Regions from separate parts of the Danio rerio genome. Here region 1 is linked to region 2. The links are chromatin contacts, called in public Hi-C maps. All regions are on one chromosome and are shown on one strand. Each heading gives the region's core, a stretch centred on a gene start, on an enhancer-like site or on the middle of the called end of the contact. The rest is flanking DNA. Distances are from core to core; before and after follow the strand shown. Region 1 holds the start of hsf1 (heat shock transcription factor 1). Region 2 holds the start of hgh1 (HGH1 homolog (S. cerevisiae)).

Evidence for each region. A called contact is a pair of places that touch in the nucleus more often than the background predicts.
Region 1: a contact with region 2 is called in a Hi-C map of hematopoietic stem cells, with 4 times the contacts expected there. The contact joins the promoter of hsf1 here to the promoter of hgh1 in region 2. A contact is called at or near these places in 2 of 18 Hi-C or Micro-C datasets (caudal fin and hematopoietic stem cells).

The regions. Positions count from the first base shown.
Region 1 is chr19:3,470,679-3,474,495 of GRCz12tu, forward strand. It overlaps hsf1 (heat shock transcription factor 1), which reads left to right and starts at 1,457. Exons shown (of 13, transcript NM_001313736.1): 1 at 1,457-1,859. The coding sequence starts at 1,734. bop1 (BOP1 ribosomal biogenesis factor) reads right to left here and starts at 1,087. Exons shown (of 16, transcript NM_001077735.2): 1 at 980-1,087. The coding sequence starts at 1,033.
Region 2 is chr19:3,289,234-3,293,306 of GRCz12tu, forward strand. It overlaps hgh1 (HGH1 homolog (S. cerevisiae)), which reads left to right and starts at 1,409. Exons shown (of 7, transcript NM_001002522.2): 1 at 1,409-1,458; 2 at 2,382-2,991. The coding sequence starts at 2,450. exosc7 (exosome component 7) reads right to left here and starts at 1,267. Exons shown (of 8, transcript NM_001017585.1): 1 at 1,184-1,267; 2 at 98-199; 3 at 1-10. The coding sequence starts at 1,240.

The sequences.
Region 1 (3,817 bases), core at 207-2,706, 180 kb after region 2:
ATTATTAAACAGAAAGCCCCAATGTGCAAATATAAAAACCTACTTTACCTCAATGAAAACAAATTCACTGTTAAAACACCAATTACTGTATAATGACATGCATATTTAAACAGAAATGTATTAAAAACTACAACGTGATCAAATTTATATAGAAGGACAATCACTAAGGCTTTAACCCTTTAATGTGCCACCAAGAAAAGCATCTTTGGATAGCATTTCTTAACTCCTAATGTCGCTAGTTAACACACTCAATACATTTTTTATCAACAGATCCCATAATTTCTAAAATATTATCCTCTACCAAATGGTAGACAAGTCAGTTTATGGTAAAAGCACCAGAATTAATACACTTACTATGAAAAACCTGATCAATTTATTTAAAAACATGACCAAAACAAAACATTTATGAATTCTAGATGATCTTTATGTTTTGAAATATGCCATAAATATTTCAGATTCTCATTTAACATGCTTTATTGCTGTTTTTAACAATAAAACCAAAACCAAGTGTAGTAGTGCAACAGAATTATGTTTGGTTTTTCAGCAAACCTTCAATGCTGTGTGTGTAAACCATTATTTAAAACAGTCATAATTTTAAAACAGTCATAATTTTAAACGGTCAAAACATGGTCAACCATTTGGTAGAGCAGGCAGTTACAGGACTTTAAATGACTAGTTTGATATATATTACATCAAATGCTTTCAAACTTCAGACTGGTAGTCATATTTTTAACAGCACAACACAACACTACGTTTATAAACACGGCCGACATCTTAGCCGTGAGAAGATACATAATTGACACTCATAAATTGTATAATATAAGTTTAAATCCATGAATAATCTCAAATTCATAAAGTGAGAGCACCTCAAGTCAACCGCGCGCTATATAAACACGCGTGTTTTTATATAACGAGTAGAATCAAACTACTGTGTGAGTACTTCAGAACAACACTACATAAACACAGCATCGAATCATACCTGTTCCTCTTCATTCTCCTCTAAATGTCGTTTCTTATTCTTTAATTTGCTCATGGTGCCGCTGTGAGTTGGACGCATGCTGAAAATGCGACCATGTGGGTTTGAATCGAAGAGGTGAAAGGTCAAACAGTGACGCGTTCGATTTATTTATTTATTCCACTTGTTGTTTGGCGTACTTTTTTATAAATTGTACCCAGCCCGTATTTGATTCAAATGAGTTATCTTTTAAAAATAACATATGATGGAATCCATTGCGTTTTAACACAACTGCGTCTGATGCAAAAGGTTAAAGTTTAACGTAAAATACGTGCCGTTTTAAAATCTCAAATTTGCACAGATTAACAATTTTAAGTGGTTAAAAATAATCCAAATAGCATTATCTTCGTTTTTATTTTTCGTATTTAGTTATATTAATCTAAAAAAAAATATATATTTTTAAACATCCGTCGCGCCTACGTCATCACAACGCGACGCCTCCCAACGCTTCTTGTTTTCTACGCAGTTACTACGCGATGTGGATTTAATGGAATTTTCCACTTATTCTGGATCATCTAAAACACCAAATCGATTCGATTGAATCGTAACGATCACTTTTTAAGCAGGATCCGGACTCTTCAAGGGGTGATGAGAGTTATATCGGCTCGTTTGAACGGTTTAATCTGTAAAGCCTCACCTCGAGGGTGACTCCGCGCTTCGTCAGTGACTCGTTACAGCGTTCTAATTACCGTCAGAAATCATCACTAAACTCTCCGTGATGGAGTATCACAGTGTGGGGCCCGGAGGAGTGGTGGTCACCGGGAACAATGTGCCTGCGTTTCTGACCAAACTCTGGACGCTGGTGGAGGATCCGGACACGGACCCGCTGATCTGCTGGAGCCCAGTGAGTCTATTCTGGGTCTCGCTTTGAGGACGGTTTACTGACCTGGATTACAGTTACATTCAAGTCAAGTCGAGATTTATTGTCATTCGTCTTAATGGGAGGATTATACTAGGACGCAATGTTGTGTGTTTCAGACAGACCACGCTGCTAGTCACGCATTAAAAATAAACAAACAACAATAAGCTATATTAACCTAACGTTATACACAGCTAAGAACTTATTATACTCTACATAAGTTTAATATGAGAGAAAATGTGTGAGAAATAGACATAAATGGCGTATGATACTGTTTAAAAGAGATATTTCAAAGATATTTAATGCGTTATTTTGGGCCTGAACAGATTGATGTACATTTTGTTTTATATTGACACATTCAAACTTTCTCCTCAGCAATGCAATTGCAGAAAACTATTATTTGCATATTATAAATATAGAAATCATTTAGCAGCCAATGACTATCAAAGTACAACGTTGTTCACAGGCAATTAAATAGCAGTAATGTTGTTTTATAGTCATACTTAAATGCATTTTCAGACCGAATATTCAAATTAGTGTGGTAAACAATACTGGGACTACTCAAATGAATGACTGTGCAAATATAAAACCAACTTTACTTCAATCCTAAACAGTACATCCATTCATATGAAGGCACAAGATTGTGATTTCACTGTTAAAAAAAAATTAATCTTGTATCATAACTATGTCTGGTGATACCCGAATATGTAAAAGTAGCGTGGTAAACAATGTAACTTAGTTCATAAATAACCAAATGTGCAAATATTAAACCAACGTTACCTCATAAACACTACCTTCATTAGTATGAAGGCCAAGGATTGTGATTTTACAGAAATATTTATCTTTTATTATGAATAGATATGGTAAAACCTGTGTAAAATGGGCCTAAATATATTTGTAACAGTCACAATCCCACTGACAGAGTTTTATTGGGGAAAAGTTGGTTTTAAATTCACACAGTCAGACGTTCTCTTTAATAATATCATTTCAGAAAAGTATTCTTTGCCAGTTCTAAATATGGAAATCTTTTAGCGGCCAATGACTATCTAAGTACAACAACATTGTTCACAGTCACTTAAATAGGGCTAATGTTGATTTGAAGTCATACTATTTCAGACCGCATGTATAAAAGTAGCATGGTAAATGGTATAGAAACCATGTCACAAGTTGACACTTAGTTCATAAATGAACAACTGTGCGAATATAAAACCAACTTTACCTCATAAACACCACGCTCATTGATATCAAGGCACAGGATTGGGATTTTATCAAAATACAGATATGGTAAAACCAGTGTAAAATGGGCCTAAATGTATTTAGAGAGCTGTCTTTTAGGTTATATTTGAACTCTTCACAGTCATAATCCCACTGACAGGGTTTTATTGAGGTATAGTTGGTTTTGTATTCACACATTCAGACTTTCTTCCTAAAATTATAGTTTCAGATAAGTATTCTTTGCAAATTCCTAATATCATATTGGCAGCCAATGACTGTCTTAGTACAACATTGTTAACAGTCAATTAAATGGTGCTAATGTTGTTTTGAAGTCATGATTAAATGCGATTTCAGACCAAATATATAAAAGTAGTATGGTAAACAATTTAGGGGCCGTGTCAGAAGTTGTCACTTTGTTAAAAAAATGAACGAATGTGTGATTATAAAACCAACTTTACCTCAAACACTACGTTTGTTGATATGAAGGCACAGAATTTGGATTTTACCTAAATTTTTATCTTTTATTATAAATAGATATGGTTCAACCTGTGTAAAATGGGCTTGTATTTAGAGAGCTGTCTTAGTTTATATTTCACAATATTTGTTACAATCCCACTGACAGGGTTTTATTGGGGTAAAGTTGGTTTTATATTCACACAGTCAGACGTTCTCTTTCATAATATCATTTCTGAAAAGTATTCTTGGCCAGTTCTAAATATGGAAATCTT
Region 2 (4,073 bases), core at 159-2,658:
CTGTGTGACCCTGTTAAACACATCACACAACAGACTGCATCGATAAAACATAGATGGTAAGTTATAACAACACTTAAAACTCGAAAATACATCTTACAAGACTGATTTTAGCAGATCCATCAGTATTTGACACCACATCTGTCTCGATCTCCATGTGTCTGTAGTCTTCACATCCTCGCCCGTCCAATCTCAGGTCATCCTGAAAGAAATGCATCACTTTTAAAGTTTTTAAAGCTTAAAGGGGACCTATTATGCAAGAATCACTTTTATATGGGGGTTAAGCACAGTTGTGTGGCAGCCGTGTGTGAATATAACCAGCTTCTAATGGTAAAAATGTATTAATGTAATTGTTTATAATCACGCTTGATAAAAACAGTCTGCAGGAACAATTTGATTGACATTCTCCATTTGTACGCGTCATCAGAGGGTGAAAGCCCCGCCCACTAGTGACCATCTCTCCCTCATTAGCATAAACAGCCCTGAGTGAGAAGCAGCAGCTTTGAATCTTCCACTATGCTGACACATTTGTGGCATTTGAAGCATCGCCCTGTTTTGAAAAGAGCACAATCTTTTTTTCAAACAATCCATTTGAATTTAAAGCGACAGTCACCAAAACGTCACAATTAGAATCAAAGCCTAAAAGGGGCAGTTTTAAAGAGTAATAAACCATTATTTGTGTGGTATTTTGAGCTCAAATTCACATATACATTCTGGGGACATCAGAGACTAATTTGTAAACAGAGACATAATAGACCCATATTATAATTCAAGCTATCAAATATCAGTCTGATGAATCATGTTGCATATTCCAATAAAAAAACGTATTATAAACTAAATGTCACAGTACAGGATGTGTGTTTCATATAATATAATATAATATCATAAATTATATTCTATAGTTAACCAAATATTGTGTTTTGGGGTTTTGTCCGGTATAGTTGTCTAGTTTTATTGTAGCTTACAAAACATTAACTTTACGTGTAAGAACTATGTAATTAAGTCAGCTAAATGCAGTCAACAACAGAAAGAAATGTTTCAGACTAATATTTACTAAAATTATTGCATATCTCGGATGTAGAACCCAAAACAGATCACTCAGGGCATCGGACACAATCTTATTAATATTAATACTGTCATATGAACTCAATAAAACTCATATATATTCATATTTGATTTCACTTACTCGAACTCCGTGCATTATATAAACCTTCTCCGCTTCGCACACTTTAACAGCTGCCATTTTTTCAAACACACGGCGAAATTGTGCGTCATCAGAAAGCGCGAGGAAAAGAAAAAAAATGCGGAGCCTGGGGGTTAAACGAGCCAATCATGTTCCCGGGAGTAAGAAAAAAGGCGGGACTATTTGTCTAACGTGCAATCTGATTGGATCAAGAATGTGTCAGTTTCTAGACTAGGAACTACGTTCAGCGCACATGTGTTCTGTATATCGCGAATGTGGTAAGTCTATTCTATTTAAACAAATGATTTTGAATTATATCACATATTTTCTGCACTCTTTACAACTGTTTATCAATGTTAGGCCTGATTATTAGGTTTCCACATCCAGTTGTATACTTCGATCAGTTATGATTATAATTTCGCACTGTTATGATAAACACACTGCCATCATTATTATGACTTAAACAGTGAGAGTTTGCTGTGGTAAGTTACCATCGTATGGTGATGGTAATACCATATCAATTTAGATTTATACTTTTCAAAAGACACAGTCAAACACCCTAACCTTTTAAATAAGACATCGAATATTGTTTCTGTATAAAGAAAGATTCTGGTTATGATGTAAAAACATAGTATTATAAATGTATAAGTAGTATTTAGAAAACAATTAGCTTAAGTTAAGTTAATTGTTTTAAGTGCACTTATTTTTATTCATTTATTATTTATTTCTTAATTTTAATCTGCGATTATAGCTGCCTGTCTTGGTTTAATAATATAATAATAATAATTAATTACTGCTATGCTATTTATTATAATTATATTATTATTAAACTATTCGTTTTTTCATTTGCAGCTTGAATAAAACTATGTTATTGAATATGACAGTGTTATTATTGAGCTAATACTAAATGGAGTATAACATATTTCATTTAAATAAAGCTAAAACAAAAAAATATATATACATATATATATAAATGAAATGTAAAATTGCATTAGTAATATGTATACATGTTACATTTGAAGCTATTTGGAATACAATAAGGGTACAATTTAACATTTTGATTTCATTTTTAAATTTATTTATTTTTTTTTAATTCTCATTTGTCATTTTTGTACATTTATTTCTATGATTACAGCTGTTATTATATTATATTATATTATATTATATTATAATATTTGCTAAACTGTATTTCCTTTTGCAGTTTGTATTGAAACAAAAATCAAGAACAAACCTTAAAGTTACTACCACCAGACTGACCCAAGAGCCGAGATGCTCAGTGAGGATGAAGCTAAAGATCTGCTGTCGTTTCTCACTCTTGAGATGAGAGCGGATGTTAAAGGTCAGGCCACCGGCTACATCTTGGGCCTCACAGGGAACAGGGACGGGTGCCGATACCTGCAGTCCAAACCAGACTTTCTGAAAGCCCTGGTGACTCTAACCAGCGACCCTTCCATTGCCATCGTGAAGGACTGTTTTCATGCCCTGATCAACCTCTCAGCAGACGAAACGCTCCATCAGCCTTTAGTTAAAGAGACTGAGATTCTGTCCAAACTGATCCCGAAGCTCCAGGACCCGGAGTTTGTGTTTTCGGATCGGATCTGTACAATCTTAAGTAACCTGAGCCGACATGAACAAACATGCAGAGATGTGTTCAAAGCCCTGCAGGAGCTGAATGTGGGACTGGACAGACTGGTGGAAATCTTCTGCACGGAGGGCTTTAATAAGAAGGCTTCGCTGCATTATCTGGCGCCCCTGCTGTCCAACCTTACACAGCTGCCCGAGGCCAGACACTTCATCCTGGACAAGGACAGGTGAGCCACACTGCTGTATACTGAGGAGGATAATACTGAATAAAATAAAACAGAAAAACTGTATTACTTTCAAAGCATGTTATTATCATGGTATGACCCAATAATACTGTAAGAATACTGTATGGTTACACAGAAAACTGTATTACTTTCAAAGCATGCTATTATCATGGTATGGTCCGTTAATAGTGTAATAATACTGAATGGTTACACAGAAAAACTGTATTACTTTTAAAGCATGTTATTATCATGGTATGACCCAATAATACTGTAAGAATACTGTATGGTTACACAGAAAACTGTATTGCTTTCAAAGCATGCTATTATAATGGTATAGTCTAAAAATCTTGTAGTGCATGCAAAAAAAACAACAACAGTATTATCATGGCACAGAACCAAAAAAAATAATATTAGAATACAGGTCAAAAATAAAAGCAGGAATCAAAGATGACATTGCTATGTAGTAATTGTAAAAAATAGAAATACATGGAAATATCTTTTTTTTTGTTCCCTATTATGAATATATCATGCTTTTTTTGGCATCTACTACATAGTAATGGCATAGTAAATATCCAAAAAAGCATCAAAAAGAGGCGATTACCATGTAGTAAATGCCAAAAAGTATGTTTTGTTTTTGTTCCTTAATGTATTTATACCATATTTCTTGGCATTTACTGTCATTACATAGTAATTTCATGGTAAATGTCCAAAAGAAGCATATTATAATTATAATAAGGAACCAAAAACATGATATTACCATGTAATAAATGGAAAAAAGCATGATAAAATCATGTTTTTTGTTTCTTTATATGATTATACCATGCTTTTTTGGCATTTACTGCATGGCAATGGAATGTTAAATGTCCAAAAAAACATGGTTTAATCATATTAGGGAATAGAAACATGACATAACCATGTATTAAATGCCAAAAAAAACATGGTAATATCATGTTTTTGTTGCTTTATATGATTATACCGTGCATTTTTTGACATTACCATTACATGGTAATCTCATGGTAAATATCCCAAAAAAAGCATGGTACAATCATAATAAGGAACCAAAAACATGATATTACCATGTAATA